Linked DNA regions of Zea mays: region 2 is linked to region 1. The links are chromatin contacts, called in public Hi-C maps. All regions are on one chromosome and are shown on one strand. The core of a region is the stretch at or near the end of the contact, and the rest is flanking DNA. Distances in the headings are between cores, read along the strand shown. Region 1 holds the start of LOC100502326 (enolase). Region 2 holds the start of LOC103639325 (putative serine/threonine-protein kinase).

What was found. A called contact is a pair of places that touch in the nucleus more often than the background predicts.
Region 2: a contact with region 1 is called in a Hi-C map of root tip, with 9 times the contacts expected there. The contact joins the promoter of LOC103639325 here to the promoter of LOC100502326 in region 1. A contact is called at or near these places in 4 of 25 Hi-C or Micro-C datasets (ear, leaf, root tip and 1 more).

Annotation. Positions count from the first base shown.
Region 1 is chr9:146,556,130-146,563,547 of Zm-B73-REFERENCE-NAM-5.0, reverse strand. LOC100502326 (enolase) reads right to left here and starts at 4,191. Exons shown (of 11, transcript NM_001363265.1): 1 at 3,666-4,191; 2 at 3,250-3,327; 3 at 3,034-3,150; 4 at 2,783-2,863; 5 at 2,313-2,389; 6 at 2,094-2,197; 7 at 620-718; 8 at 422-507; 9 at 271-357. The coding sequence starts at 4,100.
Region 2 is chr9:146,920,266-146,927,061 of Zm-B73-REFERENCE-NAM-5.0, reverse strand. LOC103639325 (putative serine/threonine-protein kinase) reads left to right here and starts at 5,453. Exons shown (of 7, transcript XM_008662086.4): 1 at 5,453-6,796.

The sequences.
Region 1 (7,418 bases), core at 2,942-5,441:
AAACACAACACATGTTCTATATAAATAAACTTACACCTCAACTCATACTACACAAAGCTTCATTTATAATGAACATTGAGAAGGAAGAGTAGGTCTTCAATAAAAAATAAGTGTTTGCATCCAAATGTTGTCAAATAAAGCATGCCTAATTCCAGAGTTACATGTCATGTGGTACTGTCAATTGTCACTCTTGAACCACTCCAATAGCATGGATATATAACACAAACTAGCCCAATAAGAAAGAATTTATATGGATGACTTGATACTTGCCTTGAGAACAAGAGCGTTGCAAGTGTACTCATTAACTGCCCGCTTAATGCGTTCAGGATCAGACATCAACAAGTCATCCCCTGCAACCTGTACACATTCATATCATGAGCTACTGACAAACTATAGCGGAAAGTTTAAGAAGAAAAAACACCTGGCACAGCTCTAGAGTGGTCAATTTTTTTGAGTGCTCCCAGTCATCTTTATCGAAGGGCTGTTCAATGGAGACAAGTGGGTACTCTAGTGCACAAAGTGGAGGGAAGAAATCAGTGAACGTGTGTTTATAAGGTTCATAAAACTAAAATATGTACAAGAAAAAGAAAGATAATGGCAACCCACAATTCAGGGATACCTGAACAAAGCTGGCTATAGATCTCAATCATATCATCAGCAGTTTTAAAGTTCTGCCCTGATTTCTTTGTTGATTTGAACTCCAGGTCATATTTCTTTCCTGCAGAGAGTTGAGTGAACTTGGCCATGAGCTAACTCATTCAGATAGCAAATACAAAAAATCCAAATGCATTGACTATAAAATCAACTATTGTTCAACAACAACATAGCCTTTTAGTCCCAAGCAAGTTGGGGTAGGCTAGAGTTGAAACCCAACAAGATGTCACCAAAAGGGAAAGAGAGAGAAAGGGGAGGAAAAAAGCTTTTGAGAGCACTAAAAGGGAAAAGGCCTAAATCACGGTTCGGGCACGTGGATAGCTTCTTTCCAAGCACTTCTATCTAAACACAACTCCATTGAGATATTACATTCCTTCAACTCCATTAGAATCAACTATTGTTCAAGCCCGCTATTTCTAAGGTTCAAGAATGTACTACTGGTCATCTGGATGCAAATAGAGTATGTAGCAACAAGGTTACAAGATTCCTGCTATGTGGTTCTGATAGCATGCTTTCAATAGCAGTAGCTGGTTCTGGTGTTTGGTAGCAACAATATACAAACAGATGAGAGCGTGGACAAAATGAGGCATAAATAAATGGATAGAGGCCTGAAAAGTGAAGACTCTAAGGGTGTGTTTGGTTCAGCTGTGAGTTGTGTAAAAACTGATGTGAGAAAAAAATGAAAGTCATTTGGTTCAAACTGCTGTGAGACCCTGTGAGTTGTCCATTGTAAGCAAACTATATATTGTTTATATACAATTTGTCTAACTATATCTCTTAATCAATATATCTAATTAAAAACAGATTTCACATTTGGGTTCCTGATATTTTTATAAATAAAACAAATTTACAATTCCATTATTAATTTTTTATTTCAATTATTATAACCCTTAATTATTTTTAATCCTATTTTAGTTTCTATTTGAAGGGCGGGCCTGGTGCAGCGGTATAGCCTACCACCTGTAACGGGAAGGCCCCGGGTTCAAGCCCCAGCCTCTGCATATTATGCAGGTAAGGCTTGGCGGTTAAAGATACCCTTCCCCAGACCCCGCACAGTGCGGAAAGCCTATGGCACTGGGTACACCCCTATTTTAGTTTCTATTTGTCGCATCTGTTTATTAATGTAACTTGGATAAGCAACAAAAGCAGAGTCCAAGCTATTTTCAAATTTGTACTACAGGAAAACTATTTTTTCAAAGCAGCTGCGGAAAAGTTGAACCACTTTGGTTCAGCTTCTGCTTTTCAAACAAACCCTGAAACATAAGTGTTTCAATGTTGTATAGTAAGCAAGGAATTCTTCCATCAAACACAACCAGAGCAGCAGAATGATTACAACCTATCACCAAATTTTATAGTCCATTTGATATTTTTATTCAGAGAGTTAAGTTTTGAACATTTACATAGTCCATGCATAGGCAATGCACTTCTTTTCTAGTTACCTGTACAAAAATCAGTGGCAGCAACATCAATTGCCAATTTTATTCTTCCATTATATCCAGCCCTCTCTATTGCCGCAATGACAAGATCCAGGCCTTCAGATATGCTGAACATCAATAAAACAACATAGATATGACATAATGAAATTCATATGTAGGTCCCTAATAGGGAAAACAATAAATGCTTGATATCAGAAAATAGTAAATTATTTTCTTACTTGCCTGGAAATATTTGGAGCAAACCCACCATGATCTCCAATGTTGCAGCTGTCTGAGCCATATTTCTCCAAAATAACATCCTATAAAAGTAACTAGTAAGTAAATATCTACAAAAGTGAGCAAACCTTTCTGGCGATCTGAAGGCAAAATTTGTAAGAGCTAAGATGTTCATAATGTCAGTACTTTGCCTCAACGAATATGACCAATATGAGCTACAAATCAGGCTGTGATAGCCCCTAACACATGCAGAATATTACCCGACTAATTTGAATATTACTTTCTATTACTCCATGGTGAAATTTAGCTAAAGTAAATGCTATTAACCTAGACACTAGCGTACACCTAGACACATGATTATTTCCAACAGTTTGATGAACATATTGAACCCAAGTATAACTGTATAAGTGGACAACAACACTTATGTGGCTAACATATAGATGCATCCAACACAGAATGTTAGACATGAAGGCTACCTTGAGATGATGATAGGTCTCAGAACCCATCTGCATTGCTTCTTCAAAGTTCTTAGCACCAATAGGAAGGATCATAATTTCCTACAAATAAGAAAGGTTTATAATTACTCCAGAACATGAAAAATTATCTATCTTAATATATTTCTGTTTAGGAAAAAGATGACTCGAGTGGACAAAATATGAGAATAATGCCTTCAACTTCCAAGATTCTAAAGGTCAACTTCCAAGATTCTAAAGGTTTGGAGGTATACTTGAATGGGAAGACCATTTCCAGCATGCTTTCCACCATTAATGACTGTAATTGCAGGTACAGGAAGAGTTGTAGCGCTTTTGCCAACAAGATTCGCTATATGCTTGTAGAGTGGAACCTGCACGGCAACAAGCATCCAATGATCCAACAGTAAGAATTTTGTGTGGTGACACGACACATTTATCAAATTATGATGATTTTAGCAGAAAAATAGCACCTCTTTTTCAGCAGCACCAGCTTTGCAAGCTGCAATTGACACTGCCAGCATAGCATTTGCTCCAACTCCAAGCTCAGCCTGCATTTCATACAATATCACAGCTATTTCCATTTGGACAAAAAAATCTATTTGCTAGAAATAAGGGAACAAAATCCAGTGCAAAAAAATTGTGGCAGCAGTGGTAAGTGGAAACACAACTAGACAGTACAAAGAATAGCATTATTTCTGAACGGTCAAATATGACCAAAATAATTAGTGCCACATACTGCCACTAAATTGGCTGTACCAATGTAAAGTATTGCTTGAGCATATGGCGCCATCAGTTGTTTGTGTACACTGTATAGCATGGGTTTGGCAATGCAGAATTCAGAGAAAAACACGCAGATGGGGGAAAGGGACAAGATCTCCGAGTGCACCTTGTGGCGCGCCTTGTTCAAGTCCATGATAGCCTGGTCGATCTGCGACTGCTCCTGCGGATCCATCCCAACGAGCGCCTCCGATACCTTGTCATTGATCATCCGCACCGAGTCGGCGACCACCTTGGCGAGTATCTTCCGCCTCTCGGCGGCCCCGGCCGCGTCGGCGGCGGCGCCCTCGAGCGCGCCCGAGCCGGCCGCGGATGCTCGGTGTATGGCCTTGTTGGTGTGCAACTCAACCTCGACAGCCGGCGCGCCGTGCCCGTCAAGGATCTGGCGCGCCCGAACCCTCGTGATCACGGCGGGCGCCGCCCGCCGCATGTGGCCCGCGATGAAGAGCACCGGGTCGGGGGCCTTGGCGCGGACCGCCGCGTTCACGGCCTCCTCGATCTTGCGCGAGAGCAGGTGCTTCTCCAGGTACTCCTGCACCGACATGGCTGCACGGCGGTGGAAATTTTCCTCTCCTCACGACCTCACCTCCACGGTTCCCCACGACTCCGCCGTATCGAGGTGCTTGCGGTGAGACCTGAACTAGGAAGACGAGACACAGGGAAAGGTCAGTGTGCACGCGTTGGTCCTGTTTGATGTTGGGCTGAATTCTCAATTTCCGGCACAAAGCCCAGGACTTCGTTCAATCTGAAAGAGAGACCGCCAGCGAAAGGGCGTAGGAGAGCCTCGGCAGCAGGTTTAAATTCGACTTTCTGTACAAGCGAATATCTATACGTATCTAATTGATTGTGTATTTAGGCATGTATAGTAAAGAGAAATGATTCTAAAAACACAATAGATAAATAAGAGACTTTATTTTACGATGGAGTGTCTATAAATATAGTATATTAATAAATACAGAAGTAAATGTGTATATACAACATCGGATCAATATAACAGACGGTAAATTTATACAATGGAAAGTGAGTAGACTATTGCTACTTGAGTCGTCTCTTTTGCAAATGGTCCCTTTAAACACCTCGAGAGTCTCTACATTAAACACCACTGTATATATCCTTATAATTATTATACAACTGCTATAGATAAAGACTATAGACGAAATAAATTACAGTTTATAAATAAACACTAAATCAACTATAGAAATTTCTATATTTCACATTCGTTTTACAGGTCTCACTGGGTTTGACGCCTAATTCATATGACGTATAACATTTGACACCAAGATTGTGAATTTCTCCGGTTTATGAGATTTTCACCTCTTTCCCATTTTTTTCTAAAAAAATTGCTTCCCATGGAAACTGACCAAAATGCTTCTCTCTTCGTTCTCTAAAATCGAGAATTGTCCATGTCGTTCTTTTCTTCGCTCAGGGGGAAGAGAACGAGCCACGAGGTGTCAGATGTTGGGAATTCTCACCAGTGCAACACGGGATCATCTGAAATTTGCAGAAAGGCATGTGCTCAATTTTGATCTAAACTTAAGCACCTAAGCCTAATGGTTTGTTTGTAACAGCTCCAGTGACTGGTTTAAAAAAACAGTAGCACTTTATTTAAAAAAAATGTTAAATAATTATGGTCCACAAATCCAGATTCACCAAATTGGTAAATCTAGAGACCAAATTCATCATTTTGGTCAACCTCCACAAGAGATGCTCCAACAACTTAAGTTTAATGTAGTTAGTGAAATTTATTCGTTGTGTTATGGGTTCGTCATGGCTTGTCATGGCCAATTGGCCATGGTCGCCCGCACACTTAGGGTTGGGCAAAAAAAAAACTGAAACCTAAAAACCAAGCGGAACAAATATAAAATTTCGTTTTTTGATCGATTTTTCTGTGCTATTCGATTAATCGGTTTAGGTTTGGTTTTCAATCCGTGGAAATCGATAGCTAATTCGTGGAAACATTGTGCAGAGCTATCGGTGATGAGACGCTGTCAACTTGCCCTTTGTATCCGGGCAGCACGCTTCCTGCCAAATTCATGCTAACAGCGAGGCTGGTTCCGCTGCCGGTGGTTATGGTACGAGACACTGTAGATGTAGAAGCAGGTTATGATTTCGAGGCTTTCTTCAGAGAATCTGTGTAGGTAGGTGTGTTACTGTTAGCCGTCTGGAACTGACCTTGTTCTTCTTCTATACGGAGCTCGGAGTAACTTCTTGTACAGGTAGATCTAACGAGGGTTTGCTCTAGACACATATTGAATGGTGTCGTTGTTGTCCGGAACAGAAACAGGATAGGCAGAGGACGCAATTGAAGCGACCTGTACATCTGTCTGACTGGGCAAAAAGAAGCCTGGTGGTGGTTGGATCCTTCCTTGGACTCACCCAATCTGAACCTCAACTGGGCACTGGCACAGACACCCCTGTTTCCCCACCTCACCGGTCACCGCCCGCGACTCTGCAGGAGCTGGATTTATGGAGCCAAGACTCTCGCATCTCTTCTGCTGCCGGTCCGGCGCAGCCAAGCACGAGGAGGAAGGAGTTCGCGGTCGTTTTCTGCCGCGGCACCCGGCACGCACGTGGAGCCCGGAAAGCGGTCGCAGCTTGTCACAACCCGTTGGTGATGGAGCACCGCCAAACACCGTGAGTAGCAACAGATCTGGTGGAAGCAAGCTTCCTGGTGCTAGAACCCTGGTAAGTTTCCAGGAGAACAGGTATGTGGTTCTGGTAACTTTCTGTTATTTCATTTCATGCCCGTACATCAGAGTTACAATGTATTTTTATAGCCGACTAGCACAAGGCCACGATCCCCTTCTCTTCTATACTTCTAATGACAGCTAATGACAGCTAAATGACAGCTCATAGATTTCCTAGGATAGCAGAATACAGCTGGCTTAATATTGAATCACTACTACTTACCTAGGCACCATCCACGATCCTGACATTACCCCCTTCGCCAAAACTTGCTTGTCCCCAAGCAAGGACAGTAGGAAAACGAGCCTGCACGGCATAAAAATCCCTCCAAGTAGATAACTCCAGCAACATGCCTGACTCTCGGAGCACAACCAGCACGATTGTTGCATTGCCCTTTTCCCACCAAATCTGTGGTTGAAGATTTCCTCACCCTCATGTGCCTTGGCTGAAAGTTGCAGACGGTATGCCATTGCCCCAACCATTGCCAACACTTTGTATGGTCTAGAGTACCTTGCTCTTTGAACACAGAACTGTCAGCAGCCTGCTGTTGAATCCAAACAGCCACCCATAAGTCCTCACTCCCTTTGATCATAGGGACTGCCAACACCAAGACTGCATACCTATACAATGAGTTAAAGAAGTAACCACCCATGGAAGCCTGATGCAATGACCCAATAGGAAGCTGCTGCCCTTGTTGTGTTTGTTGGAAAACTGGACACTGCCTTACCAACTGATCAACACCGATTTTCAGATCTGTCCAACCAAATAAACTCTTGAACCAGTGATAAGGAACAACCCTCTGTCCTGAGAATACATCCTGACATGAAATGTGACCAGTCACCATAGACCACAGATCCTGAGCATAATCATCAGTTACTATGTTCTCCTTGCCTTTATCATACACCATTCTGAACTGTAAGCTCATTAACTTGTTCATGGATTTTCGTTGAATGTCCAGTTGTGACTGAAATGCCATATCACTGTTTCCTGGGCTAGAAGCAGGTAGCCACCCTTGTGTTAGCTCAAATATCACATAATGAACACTGCCATTGTTCTGCCTCCCATCAAAAATCAACACAAAACCAGACCCATGTGCTTCAAGTAGCAAGCTATTGTTAACCTTTAGAAGCTTCACAATGCATAAGATGTCAGTATCAACCAAACTGAGATCTAGCAT
Region 2 (6,796 bases), core at 4,204-6,703, 360 kb before region 1:
CGCGTCAGCTGCCGACGGGAATAAGTTTATCCCCGACACCTTATGGCCATCGGCTTGAGGCCGACAGGAATTAGTTATTCCCATCGGTTTATAGGTTATTCCCATTGGTTTTTAGCCGACGGGAATTAACTGGATTCCTGTAGTGCCTATTTTGGTTTTGGTGCTTACCGGTATCAGGAATCTTAATCTTTTATTTTGTTAGTGTTACTACCGTTGTCAGTTTTGTTCTATGTTTAGTTGAGATGCCTTGCCTACCTGTTCGAATTCTCCATTAATTAGGAAGTGGAATTCAACTTTTATGTTCTAATGTAATGCATACATTTCTACTTCTTAAAAAGTATATTCATAGAACATTGATGGTTGGTTTGTCACACTTTACAGTGTAGCACTCTCAAAAGGGGCTCATGTTAAGGTTAACTTTTTTTATTCAAGTTTTTTAAAGATTTTTTGTTTTCTTTCTATGATGTCTTATACTTCTTTGATTCCAAGTTCAAAATTATGTAACACATTTGAAAGACAATGAATAGTCCTTTTCATATTTTTGCTTTTCATATTTTCAAATACTTGTGTGCTAATTTGATGCTATTTTCTTTGCCTTTTGGGATTAGCGTCTTTTATGCTAGTTCTTGTAACTTGGTTTCACATATTAGTTTTCTGGTGTATACTGATATTTGCCTTTACTTGCAGTCATGCACAGTCTTAAGTTCATATTGATCTGAAACATGAACCCTAGCTGCTGTTGCAAGAAGACCTGCACTAAAAATCACCGCTCTTTGTCTTTGTCCGAGCGAAAGAAAAAAAGGTCGAGCTAGAGTTCGATAGTGGTACTATTAACAGACACAAAAGAATGGTGTTTGGACTAACTATCACCGATTCTTTTTTACAACTATACTACCACTATTAATTTTTTACAACTATACTACTGTGCACAATCTTAGTCTTTTTAGATATTTGCATTTATTACTTTAAATAAATTAATTGTTCTATTAATGACATTCCATGTACAATTTGCACACTGCACTAAAATTTGGAGTTTATTTTCTTTTTTGACATCTCGATGTGTCAAAATCAAGCACCCGTTAAAGGCTAAACAAATGGGCAAAATTTAGGCTCTTCGATTAGTTTTTTCAGTGTTAAGCGATTAATCTGCTGTGATAAATGAGAGAGTTGGTCCAATAGTAGGATGGAGTTTGAATAGCTTATGTAAAATCGAAAGAAATATTCTATTATCTGTTGACAAAGAATTTATAAGATATTGAGACTGATGATAATATATATGTTGTTTGTTTTCATGTAGTCATTGGTATTAATATTTTATTGTGCTTGCCTTTTTTCAAGCTATGATGTTTGGTACGTTTTATGTATTGCATGTCTTATTTTGTATCAAGAGTATTTACCATGAGTAGCTTGATGGTTAAAATCAATGGTTCGATGAATAACCATGTGCATTTGTATCAAGAGTACTTCCCATGAGTAGCAAACTGAATTTTGTAATAATAGCCAAAAGTGTTACTGTGATATTTTGCCATATAGATTTTGTATATCGTAGTGATGTTTATCGTTCTATATCTATGTTTTTTTGCCAAACATCGGATGTACTTCCTCGAAAGTAATGAAAAGGCACCGGATAGCGATAGACGTACGCTTTCAATCAATTCTCTAGGGTGCGCCCTGGAGAATTGATTTAAACAAGTCAAGTATCGGTGTAGTCATATACATATATCGTCCTTTTTCGTGGGCTCGTAGGCGTAATTTGTATTTGTTATTAATTTCTTTACTACGTTGTAGGAATATCTCTAAATATGAATCGTATGCACATGTTTTGTATTGTGACAAAGCACCTATACCGCTAGAAATAGTAATTTTTATTTCTATGGCAACGCACGGGCATACAGCTAGTAGAACATCTGAATTTAATTGTATGTTATGCTTAACAATATAAAATAGAGCTCGTATATTTGTATGCATTTATATTCTTATAGACATAATAGATAAAAAATAAGGCTATGAAATGATATGTGCAATTTGGTCCATTCGCTTGTGACGTTAGAAATAAAAGAATAAAAAAATATAGATGGAGTACTGTATTTTGAATTCATTTGATAAAATTGGTGTTGTTCTTTGAATTACTTGAAAATGGGGGCTGAACACTATCTCAAACGTGTGTTGTTTTGTGGATTCCCCCGGTCTCGTAGGGACATAGCACCCGTTAGGCCGTTAGCCCGTCTGCAACTGTCTACCCGTAGTTTACCAACAACGTTATTTAGAACTGTTATGTACTATAGATTGCACTGTTCTGTACTACTAGGTGAGTACTCGTGCGTTGCAACGGAAATATATAATAACATAATAACTTATATACAAAATGTATCTTATATTGTTATAAAAAATATTTCATAATCCATTTGTAATCCTAGCCATACATAAACATTGCAACCATCAGTATCATGCAGACTTCGATATATACCACGGTTTGCATGGTCTCATCATTGAAGAGCATGTGTCACACCTGCCGGTAAAAGTTCCCTCGTACATTGTCAGTCATCAGGTACGCACCACCATACACGCTTGCTTAAACAAAAAAGCAAGTGTATGTGTTTGCGAAGAGAATTAAAGGCATGCCGACACAAAAGCTACCCCGACGATGGCGAGTGATCATTACTGTCGGTCCTCCTCTTCGTAACCTCTGGTGCCAAGATGACGCCAAAGTCCTTGATATAGTAGTTGTCAAACGCGCACGACATGGCAAGTACCGATGACTCTTGGCTGGGCTGTCAAACGAAGTGCACCCCAGGCTCACCAGCGAGGTAGTACACCTAGCCGTTGCACCACCGGATGTGTTACTCCTCTACATAAATCTTGTTGGAGGACACTCACACAATGTCAGCAACGGCCGTCGTCCCAGCGCACAAGAATTCATGGTCGGCCAGTAGTGACTTACGTGGGAGGTTGAGCTTTAGGTGGATGATGAGCCGGACGGTGTGACGGCACCGTTGTCGGATGCGGTGCCCATAACAACCCGATAGTCATCGGCGTTGGCGACGACCATGAGGTCTCCCTATTTGAAGATGGACAGCGCGATGCAGCCGCTCTGGACCGCGTCCAAGCGGTGGCTGCGCCGGAGCTTGCCGAACACAGCGACGCATGTGGCCACGTAATACTGCTTCCAGAGGTCGAACTGGCAGTCGCCAAGCTTCTTCTCGTCGTCGATGAGCGACGCCAACGCGAGCGCCTCCTGCCAGTGGTGTTTGTTCGGGGTTTCCAAGTAAGAAACATGGATTCATCTTTGGCGTTGGTTTATGAAAATGACTCACAAGTTAGATCCATGGAAAAATATTACGGAGAATAAATGTCACACATATAAAAAAGAATTTAAGTTGAAAACATTATTCAAACAAAAGAAATTGCATGCAAGGCTCTTCTTTAAATACTACTCCCTCCATCCAAAAATATAATTCAGGAATCTCGTTGATAATTATCTACTACTACACATTATGCAAAGGTAGCATGTGGGCTTTGAGAGAGATGTAGTAGATATTTTTACTGTAACAGATATTGACATAAACACACATGTGGTGTAGTGGTAGCTACGAGCACATTTGCTTGAGAGGTCACAGGTTTGAATCCCATTGGGGCCACATTTGTGTTTTTTTATTTAATTTTAGCTAGGCGTGGGATGCACGGGGAGGGGGGAGAGGGTAATGGGAATGACAGAACACGGAATGACAACCGGGAATGAGAATGGGAAGACAGTGCGGGGAGGGGGGAATGGAAATGGCAGAACACAGAATGGCAGCCTACCCCTTACCGCCTTAATAAGTAGTAGAGATAATTTGAATATGAATATATAGATAGATAAACTGCTGGAGATAGTCTTATGACGCAATATGGCACATGATGTACTCTAACAAAATTATTTTTATAGGTATTGTATTTGTTTTTCATAGACGTGATGAAGATGTATTTGTAACTTAGTGGTGATGTTATATTTAAAACATTAGATCCTAAGTTCAAACAAAACCACGAGTAAAGCATTGTCTGGTGTGGGCTATGGTGCTTGGAACCGGGTTGGGTATACTTGGGGCCTGTTTCGGCTTCTAGCGCCGTCAGAATCGGTTTTAGGCCGCTAAACACTTCACTTCTCATTCCGTTTATATGAGAATCGTTTTTTAGAAAATTGTTGTATCGTGTTTCAAAAACCGAAGGACAATGAGATATATGTTCGTGGAGATATTAGCGCAAACTCACTCCGAATGGTAAATTGCTGGGATTTGAGCATAGAGTTTGGAACAGAGAGATTATACTGTTTCAAGCTTGCGCCTTAGTCCACTTCAGTTAAGACTTGTTCTCTACTAGCAAGAGGGCGATCTATCGCCCCGGGTTGAGGTAGCGTTCCTGACGTCGTTCATAGTGTCGTGTGTAGCCGTACTTCCGGTATGGGGGTACCACCTTATTTGTTCGTCGTACAAATTCTTGTAGTGAGTCCGTTGTTGATGTCCTTGTAGTAGTGCGTGGTGGGTCCCATGGATTTTTCTCATGGTGGGATCGTGTGTTGCACGACTCTTTCTGCCGTCATGAGCCCTGCATCACCTGCTGGTGTGTAGGCATATACTCGGTATAGTGCACTGTCCCGTCTTTTCTGGTACACGGGGCACTATACAGACTCCGGTGCTGAGGTTCTTCCACGACTAAGGTTGACTTACCCCATAGGGCAGTGGGGACACGTCTGAGACCGTACGTGGGGCGTACAGTTGTGTCGATAGTCCTCCCGATGGCCCTTTGGTATGCTGCACATATGTTCAAACGTGGCATGTTGATGACACGTCTTGTCGTAGATGACGCGGGATAATTTTACTTGGACTGGGACCTCCGCCTCGTCGAGTTGTTTGGCTAGGACTTGATCGACCGCTCTGCCTTGCAGGCTTGCTCGGGGGGACTTGATCGACCGCTCTATTTCGTAGGCTTGCTCGGTGTGGACTTAGTCGGTCGTCCGCCATGTAGGCATGCATGCTCGACGAGGACTTGTTTGGTCGCTCTGCCTTGTAGGTTTGCTCGACGGGGACTTGGTCAGTCGCTCCTTGTAGGGCTGTCCGGCAGAGGATCTGATCGACAAACGAGCCGAAATGAGGTTATGGACCTATTTCAGGTACCATGTTTCCAAGTACCCGACAACAATTCGTGAGTCTTCGTGTAACTAGAGTTGTGTAGAGGCTTTTCCTTAAGGTCCGAATCCTCGGTGCACGCAAACGCATAGGTTAGATGTAGCCCTAAGCCCTCAAGTCTATACTATACTTAAAGCACCAGTTTCAACGGTCGTCGTGCGTCAAAATTTTACAAAAACCCCCTTTCCATTTATTCTAAATCAGCCTACAGTTGTCACGTCGTTCACGAACGTGATGCCTCCTCTCACACACGTATACTCTCTGACTATGTCCTCCGCGCAAAATGGAAGCAACAAACCAACCGCTTCATCAGTGACCTAACAAACAATCCGTCGTGGCTATCCGCGCGCAATGGAAGCAACAAACCTTCGTACCATCAGTGAACTAACAAAGAATCCGCTATGGCTATCGGATAAGCCTTATCTTCTCCAACAAACAACAAATAAATCCCGCCATAACATGCATGACGATCGTGCTCGCCAAAGTGATCCGTGTCTTCTACCCGCTCGCCGACATGCTCCGCCAGGACGACGCCTACCGACTCGACGGCCGCATCCACCAGGACGACACCGATGGCGGCGCTCTCACCGTCGAGAACGACGAGGGCGTGGAGGTCTTCGAGGGCGAAGCCGAGGCCGAGCGCGTCTCCTTCCACCCGCTCGTCGGTCGCATCCTCCAGGACGAACGGCGACGCGCTCGCCGTCGAGGGCGACGAGGGCGTGGACTTCTTTGAAGGCAGGCAAGCGGCGGCAATTGCTGTCGCGGGCGACCATGCAGCGCAACTGGAGAAGGCCGATCTAGCCGCCGCGATGATGCTCCTCCTCCTCGACGCTACCTCGCTCCGCTACTCGCCCGCCGCGCTGGTAGCCGCGCACGAGAGGTTGTGGGCCTGCAGGGTCTCCATCGCCGTACGCACGAGAGGTTTGCTAATATTGTGAGAGCGAAAGAAATTATCCAACTTTAGACATCAGCAAAGCCATGTTCATATATTTTTCATTTCAATGTTATGTGTGCAATTACATTTATTCATCTACTCATTCTTACATGCATATTTATGTAGTAAAACTGGAATAGTGTTCATATCAACTTAGCTTAGGAACATACATGAATTATTTGTACTACAAACCGAACTATAGGTTGTATATACTTTCGTGCCTATACCATTAGTGAGGGAAGTAGCGTGCACGGTCGTACTACCATCTTCGTGCATTGTTTTGGGGTTTCAACTCTGTCATGTTCTCTTATTAACTAATCTGTTGTTCTTTTGTTTCAAGTGCCCACACGCAGAGATTTCACAAGCGTTTTTATGCGGTTTCAGATGTTGATGAGTGTCATTAATATGACCAGCGTTTTTAGGCGTTGCTGAAAGAAAAAAAATAAGGCAGCAATGTTGGGTCATTAATATGCAGATTCTTGCATATAGAATCATATTATATTGAATGTCTCTCCTACTTAGAGTAAAACTAATTGCTTCTTGCATATAGACTCATATTATAATAGATTTCAAATCATCATGTGAATAGTATGCAAGATCTTTGCTATCTACTGTAGACTGTAGTATGTGACAATGTAGGCATGGTCCTGTTCCTTGTTTCTGTACAGTTTCTACCATGTTCTTGCCTCCATTTATGGAA